2 separate regions of the Rattus norvegicus genome follow, and region 1 is linked to region 2. A link is a contact called in public Hi-C data. All regions are on one chromosome and are shown on one strand. The core of a region is the stretch at or near the end of the contact, and the rest is flanking DNA. Distances in the headings are between cores, read along the strand shown.

Region 1 (2,700 bases), core at 73-2,572, 210 kb before region 2:
AGATGTCTTGGGGATTAAATACAATAACTCAAGTAAATTACTTTGTGCATAGTAGGCATTCAATAAATGTCAGTTTCCTTCTTTTCCCTGTTATTAATGCTTATTAGACTATATTAAAAACTAGAACCAGACTGTGATAATGCAGTCCCTTATTAAGTGTTTAAGCCAAATAACCAACTTCCCTCGCGGGGGAAGAGAATTGTTGAATTCGTTTCTTTTGGTAAACTTATTTATTGGTATTTTTCTTGAGTTTTATTTGGTTTCAAAGTCCACACTTTAGCTAGTGTCTATGCCACAAAAATGACAATTCATATTCTCTTTGCGGGCATAGAGTTGAGGTTTTGCAAATTACTTACTATCTCGACTTTCACCTATTAGAGATCATTATTCATTATCTTAGCAGCTCGATTTTATTTACTAACTACGTCATATAACAAAGTTTTGCTCTCAACAGTTTCCCCGAGGTCTAAGATTTCAGAGAACCAAGTTTACTACCGCAGCGTCACCGCGTAGACGAACGAGGGGTGGGGCGGAGGGATCCACACGGTCTGTGTGCTTTCGTGTTAATTTTACAGTCTTGCGTTTAAGTGGAGCCACGTTTTCCTCAAGGACGCAGCCTAAGCAGACAAGAGCCGGAGCTAAGGTCTCTCTGCGCCTTTAAGAACTGGAGACTGGGTCGTGGCTCCGCCCCCTTCCCGGCCCACCTCTGAACTCTGATTGACAAGACTCCCGGGCTAGGAGGAGCTGAAGGAGGCCGAGGAGGCGGCGTAGGGTGGAAAGTAGGTGGAGGAGGAGCCCATTTTCCGGACTGGCCAATCAGAGAGGGGGGCGGGGCTCAGAATCCCTCCTCCCTCCTCTGACCCCCGCCTCCTGGCCTCTCCGCCCCCTCCCCCCTTCCCTCGGCCCCCTCCCCTCTCCTCCTTCTCCTCCTCCTCCTCCTTCTCCTCCTCCTCCTCCTCCTTCTCCTCCTCCACCTCCTCCTCCTCCTCCTTCTCCTCCTCCTCCTCTCAGGCTGTGGTTTTTCTGTATATGTTTCTGGAGTCCTGAGCCTGGGCTAAACAAAAGCAGGAGGCTGACGGGGCTGCTGGAGTTTGCAGAGACACGGAGGAGGAGAGAGCTTGGGTTTTGCCTGCCGCCACGGCTGGGGGAGATCTGGCTTCTGCTACAGCCCACCCCCTTTGAGATCACTCTGGCCCGGAGTGGGGGTGGGGGGCAGCGGGGGGTGGGGGGGAAAGTTTGCATTGCAATCCCCCTGCCTTCCTCTCCTTTCTCCCGATCAATGCATATTTGCAAACGGATTAAGCCACAGATTTAAGCGTCGGGAGCCCATTTCTGCCTTGCACAGGAGATCGGACTGAAAAACCCAAAGGCAGCTCTGATTTCTTTTCGCCAAGTGGGAAGGTGGTTTATTTTTCTTGCTTTTTTGGAGTCAACACCCTTCCCCACCAGCCCTTATCCCCACCCTCACCCCGCAACCCCTTCACGCCCCCTCCCCCTCCCCATCCTCCCACCATCCTCTAAAGAGGCAAAGAGATTTTTTTTTTCCCTTTTGGTCTTCTTCTTCTTCTTCTTCTTCTTTTTTTTTTTAAACCCTGGTCCCTGTTTATCCTGAAAAGGATTTGAAGACAGCTTGAAGGATAAAAAGCCTCGGTGCTTCCCAGGCGCCGAGCCGAGGAGCCGAAGAGGAAGAGCCGGGGCTGCCGGAGCCTTCAGAGATGGACGAGCAGCCGAGGCTGATGCATTCCCACGCTGGGGTCGGGATGGCCGGACACCCCGGCCTGTCCCAGCACTTGCAGGATGGGGCCGGAGGGACCGAGGGGGAGGGCGGGAGGAAGCAGGACATCGGGGACATTTTACAGCAAATTATGACCATCACAGACCAGAGTTTGGATGAAGCGCAGGCCAGGTGAGATGGAGGCTTTTCTTTGCCTTTCTTGTTTTTTTTTTTTTTTTTTCCCTCCCTCTCGCAGGGGGAAACAATGGGAACTGAATCACCACAGCGCTTTCTTTTAAAATGTTGTTTCTTTCCTCATTTTGACAAGCAACTCTATGGCGGAGGAGTAAAATTTAAAGAAGCGTTGTTATCGAAAGTGTGATCGCCCGTGCCGAGATATGGCTGTGTGTAGATATTGTGCGTGTGTGTCTGTTAGAGGTTTTTTGTATGAATGCACAAAAACACGCAGCCACGCCGAAAATACTGCCAACTAATCCGAAAGCGGCCCTCGGCACTTTTTTACAGCTTTAAAAAAGTGTACGAAGGAAGCAGAATTGTCAAGTTCCGAGCGGCATTCCATGCCTTCGGTAGTTGAGGGACTTCGGAACATGACAAAATAAAAAATGTCCCAAGAACACTTTATTTGCAGATTCCACTGACTCCTAAGCTAATTCAGCAAGTTTGATTTTTTTTCTCTCCTTCTTCACTTACCCTTCTGTAATAGTAATTATTATTATTTGGTCTTTTCTTTTTTTTTTTCTTTTTTTCCTCACTCCCCACCCCAAACAAACAAGCGAACAAAAAAGGAAGGTAGCTCTGTGTTAGTAGATGTCAGATAGTAAGAAAATACCTTGCAGTCACTCCGTTCTGTTTTTAGAAAAAGGAAATAGGAAGAAAGGAAAGACAATTTTGCCTTTTTGAGGGCTGTTTGTTAGTTTTAAGAGACTCCGATTTTTAGGTTAACTTTATTGTCTCTTATTTGAGTT
Region 2 (2,700 bases), core at 35-2,534:
AACTCCTAAACATAAATGCTCAAAATAGTAAAAACCATCCCCAAGAGTACCCTGTATTTTTGTTTTCATCTCCTGCCTTAAAACTTCACCCGCAGTGCACGTGTTGCGGCTCTGGGCCAAGTGGGAAGAAATGAGTGCATTTTCCAGTTCCTGGCTAGAGCACCCTTTGAAAATCAGGGCAGCCATGATACCATAAGAAACACTCCGTAAATATGCTCGCACTGAAACACTTGAAGACCTCACTATCTCGTTGTTGGAAGGAAGTTGACAAGTCCTTTTCTGATCCCATATGCTGTTTATATATACCTGCTCATTAATGAACCCAGGAAAATATTGCAAGGATTGAAAGATATCTTGTCTTCATACCAAATGGTGACACTTTAGGAGACCACTGACCCGAACAAACTCCTGTGTGATTCGAAGGGGACAATACCGTGTATCAGAGTGATTCCCAGATCTCCAGATTCTGTGCACTGGAATCCTCTGAAGAGGCCATTCTAGGCCAGCAGCCAGGAAGATTCCCGCTTGGTCCTCTACAGTCTGAGTTCCGACAGTGAACTCCGATAGGCTCTCTCCTGAGCCTATCCATCAACCGTTGTCTGGCAGCTGCCTGTAAATGCCGGATTGTGAAACTGGGGAAATCAAATGGTTAATCATTTCCATTTACTTGATAGACGACTCTTTAAAATAACTCACCAAGACAGCTTTTCATCAAAGACAGAAGAGGCTTGAGAACTGGGAGGGATGAGCGCCCATAAGTACAACCCCAAGCTTCAGGCTACTAAGGAATGGGAGATATGGGTCCCGACACGGTTTAGAAGAATCAGCGCCTAGCTTAGTCCTTTTCCTGCTGGAGGAGTGTCCACCAGTATGTGGATGATGACTGTGCCTGTCAGAAATGACACACCCTGAAAGGTCGGGGTGGTGGAGTAGTGGGGTGGCGGAGATCTACAAATCTGAAAGCAGCTGGTGTAATCTTAGGCCTCAGAGAAACCCTTCACAGATACTGGTCCTGTGCTTGGCTCTCCCTCACTCCAAAAGCCATTGCCTTAATGTCAGCATAGTCTTACTTGTTTAGAATGGTCACATTTGAAAGGCAGATCTTAGTTTTGGGAAATGGGTGTGGAAGAGATGGGAGAGAAAAAGCGTTCTCTCTGTACAACTTAGAACCGGAGGGGGGTGCACACACCAGGAACTAACTGCCTGGCCTAGAAGGGTGGCGGGACACAGATGCCTAAGATGCCGTAGTCCTACATCCTACTCGGCTGCGTGCACAAGAGCTCTGAAAGGACCTGAATAGATGCACGATACCTGAGTCATGAGATCATGCTGGGTCACCACTGGCTTCTAGGAGCTCACTCTCTTGGTGGCAGGAGCCTGCCTTATTTTTAGCAAAGTTACCCACCTTTATAATCTGTAAGTGTGCTAGCAGAGTTTGTGTTTATATTGCCAGGTGATGATGCAATTCAGTGTGCACAAAGGGTCCCAGGGGCTAAACATTTTCCAGTTTCTAAAAGTACAAGGGCAGACTACTCCTAGCTCCTCCACTGGCTTCAAAGTCCTGCCTGGCTTGGGGTTGGTAGCTCGTCTTGGAAAGACAGAACTCCAAACTGCTCCAGAGACTGTAAAAATCTAGCTTCTGCCTTGGTGCTTTGAAACCATGAAGAGGCTTTTTAGCCTTGTGTCTGTCCAGGGGTTATCTTTTCCAATGGTCTCTTTATCTGGCCCAGCTAAGCGAGTTTCAAGTTTTACTCCATACCCTGAAACAATGTCCTCTGCTAATATGCTCTCCTCCCCGTCTGCCCACATTTGGGAGCTCAAATCTGAGCAGATCCCAGTTCCCCAGCTCCATGGAGATGTTGGTGGCTGTTGGGACCCTTTAAACAAGTCCTCGGTGGGGAGAGAGTGCCCTCTAGTGGGCACCAGCAGGGAGCGGTTCCCGAGCTGTATTGCTCAGCCAAGGACAAAACAATCCTTTGCACAGCCCTCCCACTGGCTCTCTTGAATGTGCCTTTGGGTTTGGTTTGTTTTTCTCCTTGTGTGAAGAAAATAAATAAAGATTGAACCGCAGGTGGCCAGTTGTGAGAGCTGCTTCAACCAGGCTGTGACAATCTCCTTATCTCTGGAGTTTTAGCACAGGATTAACCCTAGGGCAAGTGATAACAGCAATGTGACTTCTGGTGCCTTCTAAAGACTGTGACAACCTCTGTGTAAATCACTTACCCGTCGTGACTGGTCTCTGTCTTTATTGGAATGGGAGGGGGTGATTTGTGGGTAGGAAACTCCTTCTTTAAGAATTATTACCTAAACCGGGATAAATACCTTGGTGTTAGGTACAGCCAGTGGGGCTGTTAGAACCCTGGATGCACCAGCATGCACAGGCATGGGGACCCTTTAAAGCCCAGTTTCACGGAAAGCTCTTGGGCAGGAGATGGAATGGGAAGAAGGGAGGGGTGCCGGGCACCCATCAGGGAGGCGGCAACCTGATCATATGTGATGGCTGCTGGATTAGGTAACAGCTCGGTTGGTTGAAATTGGATCTTGGAGGACGAGTGTTAACATCTCCGGTGTCCCAGTGAAAGGTTCATTTGAGTCTTGCATGGTGCTGGAGAGATAAAAAGGAGCTTTTAAATACACATTTTGTCTCCAAGTCACCAGAGTACTGACTTCAAGCCATAAATAGGAAGCGTCACATCTGTT

What was found. Hi-C and Micro-C count contacts between places; a contact is called where the count stands out from the background.
Region 1: a contact with region 2 is called in a Hi-C map of the A7r5 cell line, with 4 times the contacts expected there. The contact joins the promoter of Pbx1 here to the enhancer-like site in region 2. A contact is called at or near these places in 9 of 12 Hi-C or Micro-C datasets (the A7r5 cell line, the Rat2 cell line, Schwann cells and 6 more) and 1 of 1 datasets of contacts at active chromatin or transcription factors (oligodendrocytes).

What each region holds. Positions count from the first base shown.
Region 1 is chr13:83,119,668-83,122,367 of GRCr8, reverse strand. Pbx1 (PBX homeobox 1) reads left to right here and starts at 1,322. Exons shown (of 9, transcript NM_001134862.2): 1 at 1,322-1,906. The coding sequence starts at 1,716.
Region 2 is chr13:82,906,800-82,909,499 of GRCr8, reverse strand. All of the region lies in intron 2 of Pbx1 (PBX homeobox 1), which reads left to right. Among named protein-coding and RNA genes, the nearest start is that of Pbx1, 210 kb to the left of the region's middle. Within about 2 kb of position 1,284, at least 12 of the 93 cell types and tissues checked have an H3K27ac peak or open chromatin away from gene starts, as enhancers often do. A contact at or near this core is called in the A7r5 cell line, where this site is marked.